Regions from separate parts of the Gasterosteus aculeatus genome. Here region 2 is linked to region 1. The links are chromatin contacts, called in public Hi-C maps. All regions are on one chromosome and are shown on one strand. The core of a region is the stretch at or near the end of the contact, and the rest is flanking DNA. Distances in the headings are between cores, read along the strand shown.

Region 1 (6,416 bases), core at 1,986-4,485:
CGTTTAAACATATTCGCTCATGTGTGAGATTTGTCTGCTGGGGCACAGAGACGAAGATACAAAGACATTTTGATTGATATCTACCCTCTTTTTTCCATGCAGTTAAAGACTTCTGCTCTGGCTACGGGGCACGCAATTAAGATACCAGTGGTGTATTAAGGAATCCCGTTGCATGGCCAGCCAATGTGACAGGAGAAGAAAAGTCAGAGATGAAAAGCGGTGAAGCACTTTGAAAACTAATTAGGCACTTCATTTCTTTTACGTCTGCTGCCGTGGTGCTGAGAAAGAGATGGCAGATATAGCAGTGGGGAAAGACACGAAAGCAAATCCTTCACATTAAAGATCATCAGGAGCATTTTGACTGTACCTGCACATCCAAGTAGACATGGGACAGTATCCCCTAGGAGACAACAAAACATGCATCTGATAGCTGCAAGTAGCCAGGTGAAAGAGGAAATACGAACAGTTGCTATTAAGGGACCATGAGACAGAGCTCTTTCAATGAATCACAGGCACGTGACCTATGCAGGTTCAATTCTGGGATTAGAATACAGATCAACTACATCAAACTTAGACACTTAACAATGTAACACTTGGACAGGACTTGAGAGAAGGTTGGTTCTGATTACCGTGAACACAGGATCTGTACTGTATATGACACATGTACACATGGAGGAAGATACCAACACAGGTGACGTAGGCAACAGGTGTGGTAGCAGAGGAGTGAGACCGGCAGGGACTATCAACACGCTCCTTTTTACTAAACATTATCTGTGGCTTCAGAAAATATGAAATGGCAAAAAGTATTGTTGGGAGTCCAATCTTTAATGTGTAGAATTTAGTTTACGCTTATTTCATTTGTAAATGTTGTTGTCTTTGGGCTGCTGGCAGAGCCATGAGGCGGAGTTTACATTGAGGCCATAACCCCACCCTAATCCCCAGGATGCACCTCTTCACCGTCTACAGTTTGTGTGGAGCACTTGAATTTGCACGGATTGCATAAATATCTAAATATGTCTTCACACGGGAAGCATTCGTTTGGCACAAGGCACTGGTCGGATCATAAACAGGGGGGCGGGGGGTCATGGAGGGGGGCGGGGGGCACTCGGAGGGGTTTCGCAGCAGGGGTCAAGTGCTCAGTGTGTCGGTTAGACAGCAGGGGCCAGATGTCCCCCGGGAGGCTGCAAGCGCCTGTGGGTACTATAACCCGGCTCCACCGATAGGTGTCAGCCTTCTATGCTGCAGCAGAGGGGGACACACACACTTTTCCTCCCTCGTTGGACTGGCGGGTGATCTCAGTGCAGAGCTCCGACACCCCCAGTTCCTGACAACCAAGATCAAATTAGATGCAATGACCCCTCACCTGAAAATCGCAGGAGTTCAACGGTGGAGGAGACGGGAATGAACCAGGGGGCGGCGAGAAACCGGTTGGGTCTTCGGCAGGTGGCGGAGGTGGGGGGTAGTCTGCTGGGATGGACACACACACACACACACACACACACAAGAGGAACAAAAACAGCTTATTAAATACTTCCCCTTTTCCCCCCACATTTCAAACCGCCACGAGACGCCGCGCCAACAAACGGATACACGATAAACAAGTTATTGTTTATATTCTCATTCACCCGAATGGTGGATGCAGAAAACAGAGACATTTCACTTTTAGAAAAAAAAAATGAACGAACTGAATGTGTGCAGCACGTGCAATCATTTCCCCGGCCACTCAAGAAGTCGTACACATGAAGCTGAAGTGTGTGTGTGTGTGTGTGTGTGTGTGTGTGTGTGCGCACCATGTGGGGGCAACACACCGAGCAGCTTCTTGTAAACCTTGTCCCCTTTTGTACTTGCGGAACCTTCAACAAATAAAGAACACGGCTTTGAGTGGGTAAAGTTCCAAAGTGTCTCTTTCAGATGCACTCACATGAATGATGATGTTAATGATGAATTATCATTATTATTTCTTTGCACTGTTCACAACTCTCACAGCAATTTTTTAGGCTAACCAAAATAAACAGACTTACCAACAATTTATCTGCAACGAAAGGATCAAATGCATGAAAAAAAAACTACATGATGGAAAGAAAATTCTTCCAAAGTGTGAAATCCTACTTTTACAATGCTCATATTGTTGAATGGCATGTGAATTAGTCGGGGTTACTCCTTCCGTTAGAAATCAACAATTAAAATGAATATGTAACACACTCATTTTATACAAATATCAACTGGAGTCAGCTTAAATAATGCCGTCATATATGTCAGGATGTTACCGATCCGATTTTAGTAAATAAAACGATCTGTATTCATCCTAGAGTTTTATGAAATATTTAAAGCCCCATCTCTCAAATCCAGACATACAACATTGCGAGCAGCTTGGATTATTCATCATAACTTGTCTTGAACTATGAAACATTGGAAAGAGGGTATACCGTTATCCCAAAAGAGAGACAGGTGGCAAAAGAGACGGAGGGACGGAGCCTCGTCGCGGCCGCCGATTGACACACACAATTGCAGCAATTTGGTTAAGAAGTACTAATCTGTGCTTCTCGTCGCGCAGATTGGAAATGTAAATGCTGCGTTACAAACGGGGTTGGACGAGGTGTTTGTTCTGCCAGAGGAGGAGGAGACGAGCCAAATGTGTAGTTCTAAAGTCCACGCTAATCCAAGGATTGCATCCAACCACATGTTAGAGACGGGATAAGGAGTTACGTGCCAAATTAAATTCAGATTTGGCTTCTCTTTGGTGCAGGACTCACGACTGAATCATTTGACCGTGTACTTCTGAGTACCAAACCAGACATGAGCTTTGCAAATTAAAGGCTTTTATGAGACGTAATGGGAATTTGTTCCAATGCTCAGACTTTGATGAGTCCTGTTTAGAAATTCCATTTGCTTTCCACGGCTTTTATCTGTTTTCATTAGAATTTAATTGATGTCATCAATGTAGTTTATCCAAAGCAGCTGACCAAATTAATTAAGTGTGTGTGTTTTTTTTAAGTTGCCTTTACAAAAACAGCCCAAAAAATAAGAATAAGGAAAAAGGCAAGAAAAAAAGCAGGGAAAACAGGGCGATAATGCAGCATGGTTAAAATTGGATACGTGTCTGCGTCTTGAGCATTACAGCGCTTCACAAATTGTGAGCATTGCATTAAAACGCTCCCTCCGGCTGCTCCAGGGCCTCCGTGTGAATTGTTTATATAATAACCTTGTGGCCTCCGTTAAAACTCCAGAGTGCAACAGCTCCTCCGAACCCAGGGGAGAGGAAATAAAATATGCTGCTCGACAACAAGCCCCCCCCCACCCCCCCTACCACCTCGCCCTGGCACGGATCCGCTGTGCCAGAACATACGAGGCACTTGTAACTCACGGCTTACGCAGAATTAAAACATCAACTTTCATGTACGCGTCCTCCAGAACATCGGCGATGTTTTTGCCGCTCTCATTTCAGGAAACGCGAGGGTTGTAAATGCTGCAGAGGAGCATGTTTTATTGAGCGTGTCTTAAGAGTTCTGAATGTGGAACAGCGGAATGCAAGACTTGGAGGAGGAACGAGATGGGGCGCCGCTTTCAGTCCGCGGGTTGGTTCAGAGAATTGGCTTGCAAGTCTACTTCAGACCAGCGAAAAGAAAACATCCGTAATACACATTTAGCTCGTTCATTTACCACTTTGGAGATTTGGTTGTGTAGATTTCTCCGAAATTCAGCAAGGTTAGAATGCCCTAGTTGCATGTTCATGAATTTCATGGTGATATGGAACGTATTCATTTTCTTCTTTTGAATTGGACTTTTTTACAATACAAAACAAACTTTCCAGCTTCCTCCTTTATATATTCTGAAGTTTAGTGAAAGGTTCGGTTATTTATTACTTAAAGCTCGATTCATAGCACATTTTATTCAAAAAGAGTTCAGCATTATTTACAAATGATTATGGAGGGACACAAAGATATATCCCATTTCGCATTCATATAAAAATAAAATAAAGATGTGGCTTCATTCAATGTGTCCCTAGTAGTCAAAGTCCAAAGGTGGTTTGCAATTATCGATGCTTTGGCTTCACTTGAAAATTTAAAAAAGTTTCTGTGTTTAGGCCACTTACAAACAATCAAAAAAAAAGAATGACATAATGGTAATAGTAAATAAACTCTTATTTCACAATTGTTTCGATGTGGATCTATATTAAAGAAAAACAATAACCACAACCTTACAAAACGTTTTGTGGTTGTTTGAAAGAGGATGAAATGGGTAAAAAAAGAAAGAAATCGGAATACACTAGTTTCAATAACAAAGAAACACAAACTTGCAAACGCAAATTACTTTCATTAAGATGCCATCTGTGTTTTCTCCCCACTTCTCCTTTTAACCACAATCCTTTTCTAGCAAAAAGGGCCCTTTGTTCCCCTTGACTACAGTGAAACAGAGACAGAACTTTTTTTCATTTCAAACTTTCCAAAATGGTGAAGATCAGACGACCTTTATTCATACGTTAGGATGAAAATATAAAAAAACAGAAAGAAACACGACCGCGAGGACCCTCACCGGCCGCCCCCCAGTAAACACGGCCCCCTGCGGCCCCGGAGACGTCCCCCACTCAGTCTGCGTCAGAGAGTCCTCGTCCCTCTAATGGAGGCCTAATCAGCACGGGTTTGGGCTGTTGAGCACTTCCCGCTCTGTGCCGTGAATGAGGCTCGCTCCATTTGTGACCATCGGGAGCCGCAGCGCTAACGAGGGGCAGCGGCGGGAAGGCCGACTTAATGCCGCAACCTCCCCGCCGCCACCCGGCAAACGCTTCTAAGTGGCGCCGTGGAGGAGGAATCCTAATCGGCGATTAAAGTTATTTGAGAGGACGTGACAGTCATCAGGACCCGGAGCGTCACCAATATTAAACTTTGTCTTTCCAGTAAGTGGCATTCGTAAACACTTCAAGAGCAGCACGCATGACTGACTCGGGAGTGGGACAAAGACACAGAGTCGTATTTTGACTCTGTGTCTTTGTCCCACTCCTGAGTCAGTCATGCGTGCTGCTCTTGAAGTGTTTACGAATGGTTGAGCCAGGCGGTGAGAAACGAATGTACTCTGAGAAACTGCAAGTTCTCAGCAAGTGACTCTGCTTCAATTTGGAGAGGCTCTAAACACCTCACAAACTACAAGCCAAAAACCCCCCACTCCATGAATGACCTCCGCCTGGCAGCTCCACCAACCTCCTTGGACTGATCTCTGGTGGGGACGAGTCCGCCTACAGGTGGGAGTCTGACCATCTGGTGTCGTGGTGCAGTCAGAACAACCTGGAGCTCAACGCTCTAAAGACAGTGGGGATGGTTGTGGATTTGCGGCGGAACAGAGCCCCACCCTCCCCCATCACCCTGTGTGACTCCCCCGTCACTATTGTGGACTCCTTCCGTTTCCTGGGCTCCATCATCACCCAGGACCTCAAGTGGGAGCTGAACATCAGCTCCATCACCAAGAAGGCTCAGCAGAGGTTGTTCTTCCTGAGGCAGCTGAAGAAATTCAACCTGCCAAAGACGATGATGGTCCACTTCTACACGGCCATCATGGAGTCCATCCTCTGCTCCTCCATCACCGTCTGGTACGCTGCAGCCACAGCCAAGGACAAGGGCAGGCTTCAGCGTGTCCTCCGCTCTGCAGAGAGGGTGATCGGCTGCAATCTGCCGTCCCTGCAGGACTTGTTCACTTCCAGGTCTCTGAAGCAGCTAAAAAGATCGTGGCCGACCCCTCCCACCCCGGACAAAAACTGTCTGTGCCCCTTCCATCTGGCAGGAGGCTGAGGTCCATCAGGACTACGACCTCCCGCCACACAAACAGTTTCTTCCCGTCGGCAGTCGGGCTCATCAACAGAGCCGGTCCCCCACTGACTGACTATAACACTCCTCCGGTCACTCCCCTTCATACCGCACATGTCACTTGTCACTTTCACATACACTGTTGGAAAAACTGCAAAAACATGATTAAAAGGGAGTCACGTCTGTATTGTTCAATGTTGATGACATGTCAGCGGAAATGAGATTCCGGTGTCCAGGAGGACACTCTGCGTGTTATGATGGTCAGATGTTTGTCTCCAGACAATAACAGGAGGTCTGGGACAATCAGACCTCTGTACGTGCACAACCCTCCCCATGTTTATGATACCATATCTTAAGTATAAATGGTGACCCCGGAAAGAAGACCTTCCAGTAGGCTTGGTGCATGACTTGTTGTGTGTCAACTCTGTCTCCTGTTGGCAAACATTAAATGTCCTGTCCTGATTTTACAGCGGTGTCGAGTATTCATTTTTCTAACTACACAGTTGTGTAGAGTAAGGCAATCTGTGCACTTTTATTTCTTTTTAATTTAATCTCACTATTATCCTTTATTCATCCCTAGCTCATAGCCTTCTATTTTATACTGTGGAATTAAATTGTAAA
Region 2 (6,416 bases), core at 2,924-5,423, 79 kb before region 1:
AACAAAACTCACTGAATATCAATTTTCAAAGTAGACTCACTGAATACAACTAAATAATGATGCAGGACACCATTGATCCAAGGCTCGCTCTGCACACATGTGTCTCTATGAGCTGAAAGTATGAGGAGTCACGGATCAAAAGAACTTGTTAAAGCTGCAGGCGTCTGTGGAAGGAAGGTGTAGGTTGACGGTAACGACTTACTGAAGCAGGGAGTGCTTGGGGAAGCTGAAGGGGCCGTGGGAGATGCGGTCTATAATGTTCAGTGGGATCCTATGGATATGCTCACAATTGAACAAGACGAAGTTGTACTTGAAGACCAACAGAGAGTTGTCCGTGATGAGGACGAGGCGCTCTTTTTCATTGTTCCAGTGATCCACCCTGGAACAACCAGAGAGAGAGTGTGTTAGCATAACATAAATAAGCACCAAGTTACCAGTTTATTAGTCACATCAGATTAAATTATCTGGTTAACTGCAGGATTTCCAATCTTTTTAGATATTTGTCAGCCAAAAGACCAATATATTTTGTGTTATCCCAGTCCGCCCAACCTAAGGGTCGAGACCCACCAATGGGTCATACGATTTTCATAATGTCTGTATGACTCTTTGTAGTATTATGTTTAGTTCTGATGTTGGTAGGGGAGACTAACTAAGGATGCACAGAATGTAGTCTTGTCTATGGTGGACTTTTTTTTTATTGTTTTCTTGCTAGAAAAGTAGTAAAAGAAGACAAAAGTATTGGCAGCCACTGCAATAGGCTCCTTGGATCGAACCGTAAAATACCGTAACCGTAAAAGATCAAACCCCTTGATCTTAGTATAGTGCAGGAAGTTATCTGAAGTCAACCCATAAACATGTATAACAAAGCTGCTTAATTACGTACTGTAAAAGCTTCACGATGTCCAAAACCGCCCATGGCAAAGATCAAACAATATGCATGCCAGCATTTCTAAGTTTTTACCAACAAACGAAACTGAACAAGGAGGAAAGAATAATATAATAATACACTTTAAAATATTTCACAAAAAGCTTGTACAATAAGTGAACCCGATTTCTGGCAAGTGCACTTTTAAATGTCTTGTATGTCATTTTGCTCCGTGTTGGAGATATTTAATTCGCTAACTCAGCATTGACATGTGAGATCATCAACATTAGTAATCGGCCGAATTATTACGGATGTCTTGGTCTAATCACGCTGAGCCAATATCAGCCTGTAGTGTAGTACATCGGGAGGCGGATCGAAGCTCAAGTTGGGGGAGGAAGGAACAGGCGGACGGAGCTGATGACCCACAACAACAATGAAGAGGTAAAAAACTGGACTTACCTCTCTCCTCTTCCCAAACAGGAAAGAGGAAACTATTACCCTGTGGGGTAGTCCGGAGCCACTGACCAAGAGCCGGAGGAACCTTTTTGTTTAGTTGGTATATATGTCTGAGACTCCTCTTATCCCTGAATATGGCCTTAACTTCCCCTGGGTTGCCACACCACCCTAAGCTGGCCATTCATTTGGACACAGCACGGTTACCGTGACTGCAGTAAGGGACTGAGTGGAGTCAATTAGGTGATTAGAGACGTGTGTATATCATCATTAGCGATCGTCCAGGCCTCCTCTTTGTGCATTTGCCCGATAGCCGCTGGGGCATTTTAACGAGAGGAAACAATCTGATCAGAGACTGTTTCTTAAAGTCTTAGCTAACATCTAAAATGTTATGTATACAACATTGGGAGCTGAAACAATTAGTTGACCTTGATCGTAATTAACATCTCCATATATTTTATTGTGTATGATTTTTTTACACAGTAAAAATGCCCGAAACTCACTCTGCCATCAGCCAAACACTGTGAACGCTGCCATCGACTTCCTCCTCCACCAGAGCTTTCACGTCTTTGATGCCCTGTTCCAGTGTGCCAGGCTGAGGAGACAGAAAGGCTGGGTGTCATTTTCTAGTTTTTCATTGTGACAACCACAATGTGTGACAGGAAGCTTAAGGGTGATCTTTGAGGCAGACGCACAGCTGGGACTGGTACTCCAACTAAATGTCAGCGTGTCTGTGTCAAACAAAATGACAATAAACAAAAAATATGAAGCCTCCGCACAACAAAATGACTGCAAATGAAGAAAGCTGTGCGTGCAGCTTCGACGTTAGAAGACACGAGAGAAAGCTTGTGCACAGAATACACTTCACATCCAAATTGATGCTTTCCCATGAAACTCAGACTGTCATTTCTATAGCATGGCATTCTAGCCTTCCACTTTTATTATTTCAGTGGCAAGTTGAAAAGATTAGGAGTTCATACTGAGGTCTTACAGCAATCTGAAAAAAGTGCTTTCCCGACCCGAGAGGACTACCTGTAGCAAGCCAACCCAGATTGGAACTTGTTCCAAAAAAAAATACTTGCACCATCCACCGAAAATATAATAAGTGTCCATAACAGCATTATGTTGTCGCACTTTTGCGCTAAATCGTATAAAAACCAGTACATCACCAGTTTCAAACTCACTACAGTGCCAAAGCTGTACAACTTGAAGTAAACAGTGAGCAGCAGGTCATGTAACAGGTTTTTCACCAGCTTCACATGCAGGCGGGTTGAATACTGTGTCTCATAAAAAGAATTCTTTAAGGAAATATCCTAAGCCGCAAAGTAGTTAAAGGACTTGCACACAAGAATGAGCCTTATTAAGTCCACTCTGGGACTGCATGTTATGTTGTAACTATAAACAAACAATAAACACTAAATAAGTCAAATGCAACTATAGTAATAAGGACAGATGTCAAATGTAGTATAGCCTACTACCGCAAGTTTTTACCCTCAGCACGAAGAATCTTCTTATCTTAAAATGTTGCAGAGAGGGCTCCACGGAGGAGTCACCCCGCGGGGGGCGGGCGGCTCCGACCTCCGCTGCCCGCTCCTCCGGGCCCTCGGGCGGCTCCGTGTCCTCCGTGGGGGGAGGCGGCTCCGTGTGACCCAGGTCCTCCGTGGGGGGAGGCGGCTCCGTGTGACCCAGGTCCTCCGTGGGGGGAGGCTGCTGCGGGTCCTCCGTGGGGGGAGGCGGCTCCGTGTGACCCAGGTCCTCCGTGGGGGGAGGCGGCTCCGTGTGACCCAGGTCCTCCGTGGGGGGAGGCGGCTCCGTGTGACCCAGGTCCTCCGTGGGGGGAGGCTGCTGCGGGTCCTCCGTGGGGGGAGGCGGCTCCGTGTGACCCAGGTCCTCCGTGGGGGGAGGCGGCTCCGTGTGACCCAGGTCCTCCGTGGGGGGAGGCTGCTGCGGGTCCTCCGTGGGGGGAGGCGGCTCCGTGTGAGAGCCCAGCGGAGGCTGCTTCTCCTCTTCGCCGGGCTTCGTTCTCTCCTCTTCGGCTGCTGCCATGTCGGGGCTTCAACGACACGTGTGTCCACATTAGCAACACTTGTGTAACAGATATTTATACCAAGTTAAAAAGGTTAATGACGGCTGCGAGGCCTGTGTTTAAAGCTTTGCCTCCAACAGTCACGTTGGGGGCACAACTTCCCCGGTATCGAGAATCGCTGTCACACTCACCCTGTCACACTCACCCTGTCACACTCACCCTGACGTTCATGTCGCTGAAGTTAAATCCCCTTTGATTGAGTTAAAGCAGAGTTGAGGGACTTACTTGTCGCTGTGATGTCTGGTTGAAGGGTTCAGCGGGTCCGGACAGCGGCGCAGGTGAATTAACTTCCTTGTTCCGACCAACGTGCGTTGTTGGGCGCGTGCGCGACGCAGCGCGACACTCGGGCCGTTTTACTGCTTTCTGTCGACGGTGCGCGAGCTGCACCGGCACCAGTCTGCGAATCGGCTCGCTAACGTCTACGGCTGGTTCCGTACTGACTGGAGGGGGTTTGTGAATGAAGCGAGTGGAGGTGGAGGTTTGGTCCACGGACACAGCGCATTTCACTGCGTCTGTTCCTCCACCTGCCTGACCAGATCTACCTGTTAGGAGGCAACGTACCCACGACACACCCTGCTGTCAATAAGTTAATATGTCCTCGTTCGATTTCATAGTTTTTTTTTCATCAAAAAAGTAGGTAGTCAGAGATGTCCACGTCACCAGTCTGCTTGAGGGTTAAATGAGGTGTTTTATAAGTTACATTCCAGCCAACGGCTTATGATTACCTGCCTGAAGGGAGCTTCCTTCCATGAATACTGAATTAAATGACGAAAATAGCCATTATCCTTTTCATAAATAGAAAATATTTTGATCTTCTTACCAAATCAGACAGAAGTTAGCATCTGACTATAGTGTAAAAAGTCAACAAGCCAGCCAAACCCATAGCAACAGAGCTTTAACCGGATGCTCTTATTGTCCTAGTTATGTCACCGTGTGGGTTTCTTTCCTGTTTTATTTTGTAGTTTCCTGCCTCTCGTGGGCCTGGGTACTATAAAGTGCCTTTGGTGTCCCCATCAGAATCACAATCATCGTGAAAATGGAGCAGAAGGATGAATTGAGGTCATATTATATATGGCCAAACATCTACACACATATCAGTACAATGATAAGTTGCCTTGAATATGTTTCCTTCATTTAATATAATAGTTTTCCCACACACTGCTCTGCTAAGTGTCCGTAATAAAGTGGTTATTTGATACAAAATATGGCTTTATTGTCCACAACATGTTAGTGTTTTTGATAAGGAACATTCAATTTTCATAATTATTGCATGTGTGCCTGAGATTGCAGGTCCACCTACCATGATTACTACCATGGTTATGTCTTCTTCAATATGACTATTTACACTCAAATTTCATAATATTCATCATATGTGTGTGGTTGGATCTCGTCAAGCTTAACGTGCCCACACTGTCATAGAGAAATATCATTTTATAGTTCTCAATGAAATTCACAATCCAACTGGACAGGAACATAATGAAACCATCGTGTTGGTTATGTTTTTTTTTTAAGTCTGCTGTCATGTTATTCCTTCTTTCAGTCCAGAGCATGTTTGCTTTTGAGATGATTGAATAAGAAGTTTTACTCTGCTCTAACAAGAAGCTGGACTTTTTGTGAAAGAAAGAAATCTCCATGAAACCTTTTGATCCCCTTCCTTTACTCAATACAGTGATAACACCAAACTGAAGACCGCAGCATAATTGAATCACAGACCTGGTGGCAGTTTTAGTATCTCAGCATGGCTGCGTCAGATCAGTGGATTTCTGCTTCCTGCTCTGCGTAAACCGTTGAACTTGGAAACCCTTTTGACCCATGATGCATCACATCATTTGGAGGAGCAAGGATACAAATGCTCCATGTTCTTGTATCTAGGCCAAGGAAATCAACACTACATAGCTGGAAATGCTCACTGCTGCCTTGGGTTCATACTTCAGTGTCTCCATGCAGTTTTTTTTAGTGTTGTCACATACATGTTTATCACCAATGGAATTTACTATGAATTAATAATAGGTTAAATAATAGATGTCACATTTTCTGTGGATGTTTTCATTGAAATGGGACAGCATGATTGCATTGTGAGCATGTGCTGTCCTTTGTAGACGCCAGTAACTTATCATATTCATATGTTTAAGTGCATCTTAGACAGTCTTATTTGTTTTTATAGTTGTACTGTGCAACGTTATATATCATGTGATGCACTGTACGGCTTTGTACACAAGCCCCCAAACACCCTATTGATCCTGAACTATAATTTTCAGCTGCTATATTGTTTTTCAAATACAGAAAGAGGCAAGTTACTGCATTTATATAAAAAATAATGTAACTCTTAAAGACCAAACGTGCAGAAGACACATGGCAACATTTCTAAATATAACAATATGTTTCATACATATATTTCATATCAGCCTCGTATCACGCGTGTAGAAAACCTCATGGTACCGTGAAACAACGCATGTGCGGGTGACCCGGCATGATTTATTTTCAATGGCAGGCGATCTACCAGCACTGCCTTCGCGATCAACCTGTTGTTTTAAAATGTGTTCTTCTTCCTATCTGAGTACATATTTGTATATCACCTTTTAAATGAGAATCATTTAAGAAAGAAAGAGAAGAAATCATTTTAACATGTAAATTATATTTCTTCATGTTGAGCCTGTCGTACACTTGTGGAAAGCAAAGACGAGTTGGTTGAATCTGGGCTGGAGCATCAACTGTGAGATGACATCCATTGACTTGACAACTCAAAACATACACACAAACATGTCCGGGGCTTTAAACCAATGTGCCTGCTGGATGGAAGTGATTCAAGTGTGTCCCAGCACGTATGTGTTTGTTTATCCACGTCGCAGCAAGGCCTGATCGACCGCACACGGGATCAGCAGCTGTTGCCTAGACCTCTGCGACCCCATAGGTTCCACGGTCACGATGGGTGTGCGCGCAGCGGCCTGCTGAGGCGTAGCAACACCGGCAGCCTCTTTTTGCCTGCTTAGCCTGTGAGTAATGCTGGGACCA

What was found. Hi-C and Micro-C count contacts between places; a contact is called where the count stands out from the background.
Region 2: a contact with region 1 is called in a Hi-C map of skeletal muscle, with 2.4 times the contacts expected there. The contact joins the promoter of tprg1 here to the enhancer-like site in region 1. A contact is called at or near these places in 2 of 6 Hi-C or Micro-C datasets (both in skeletal muscle).

Annotation. Positions count from the first base shown.
Region 1 is chr8:4,617,565-4,623,980 of fGasAcu3.hap1.1, reverse strand. lpp (LIM domain containing preferred translocation partner in lipoma) reads right to left here. Exons shown (of 11, transcript XM_078107633.1): 4 at 1,364-1,464. Among protein-coding and RNA genes, the nearest start is that of lpp, 53 kb to the right of the region's middle. Within about 2 kb of position 3,235, at least 2 of the 9 cell types and tissues checked have open chromatin away from gene starts, as enhancers often do.
Region 2 is chr8:4,697,400-4,703,815 of fGasAcu3.hap1.1, reverse strand. It overlaps tprg1 (tumor protein p63 regulated 1), which reads right to left and starts at 4,173. Exons shown (of 6, transcript XM_078107639.1): 1 at 3,550-4,173; 2 at 2,810-3,371; 3 at 1,822-1,913; 4 at 203-379. The coding sequence starts at 3,575.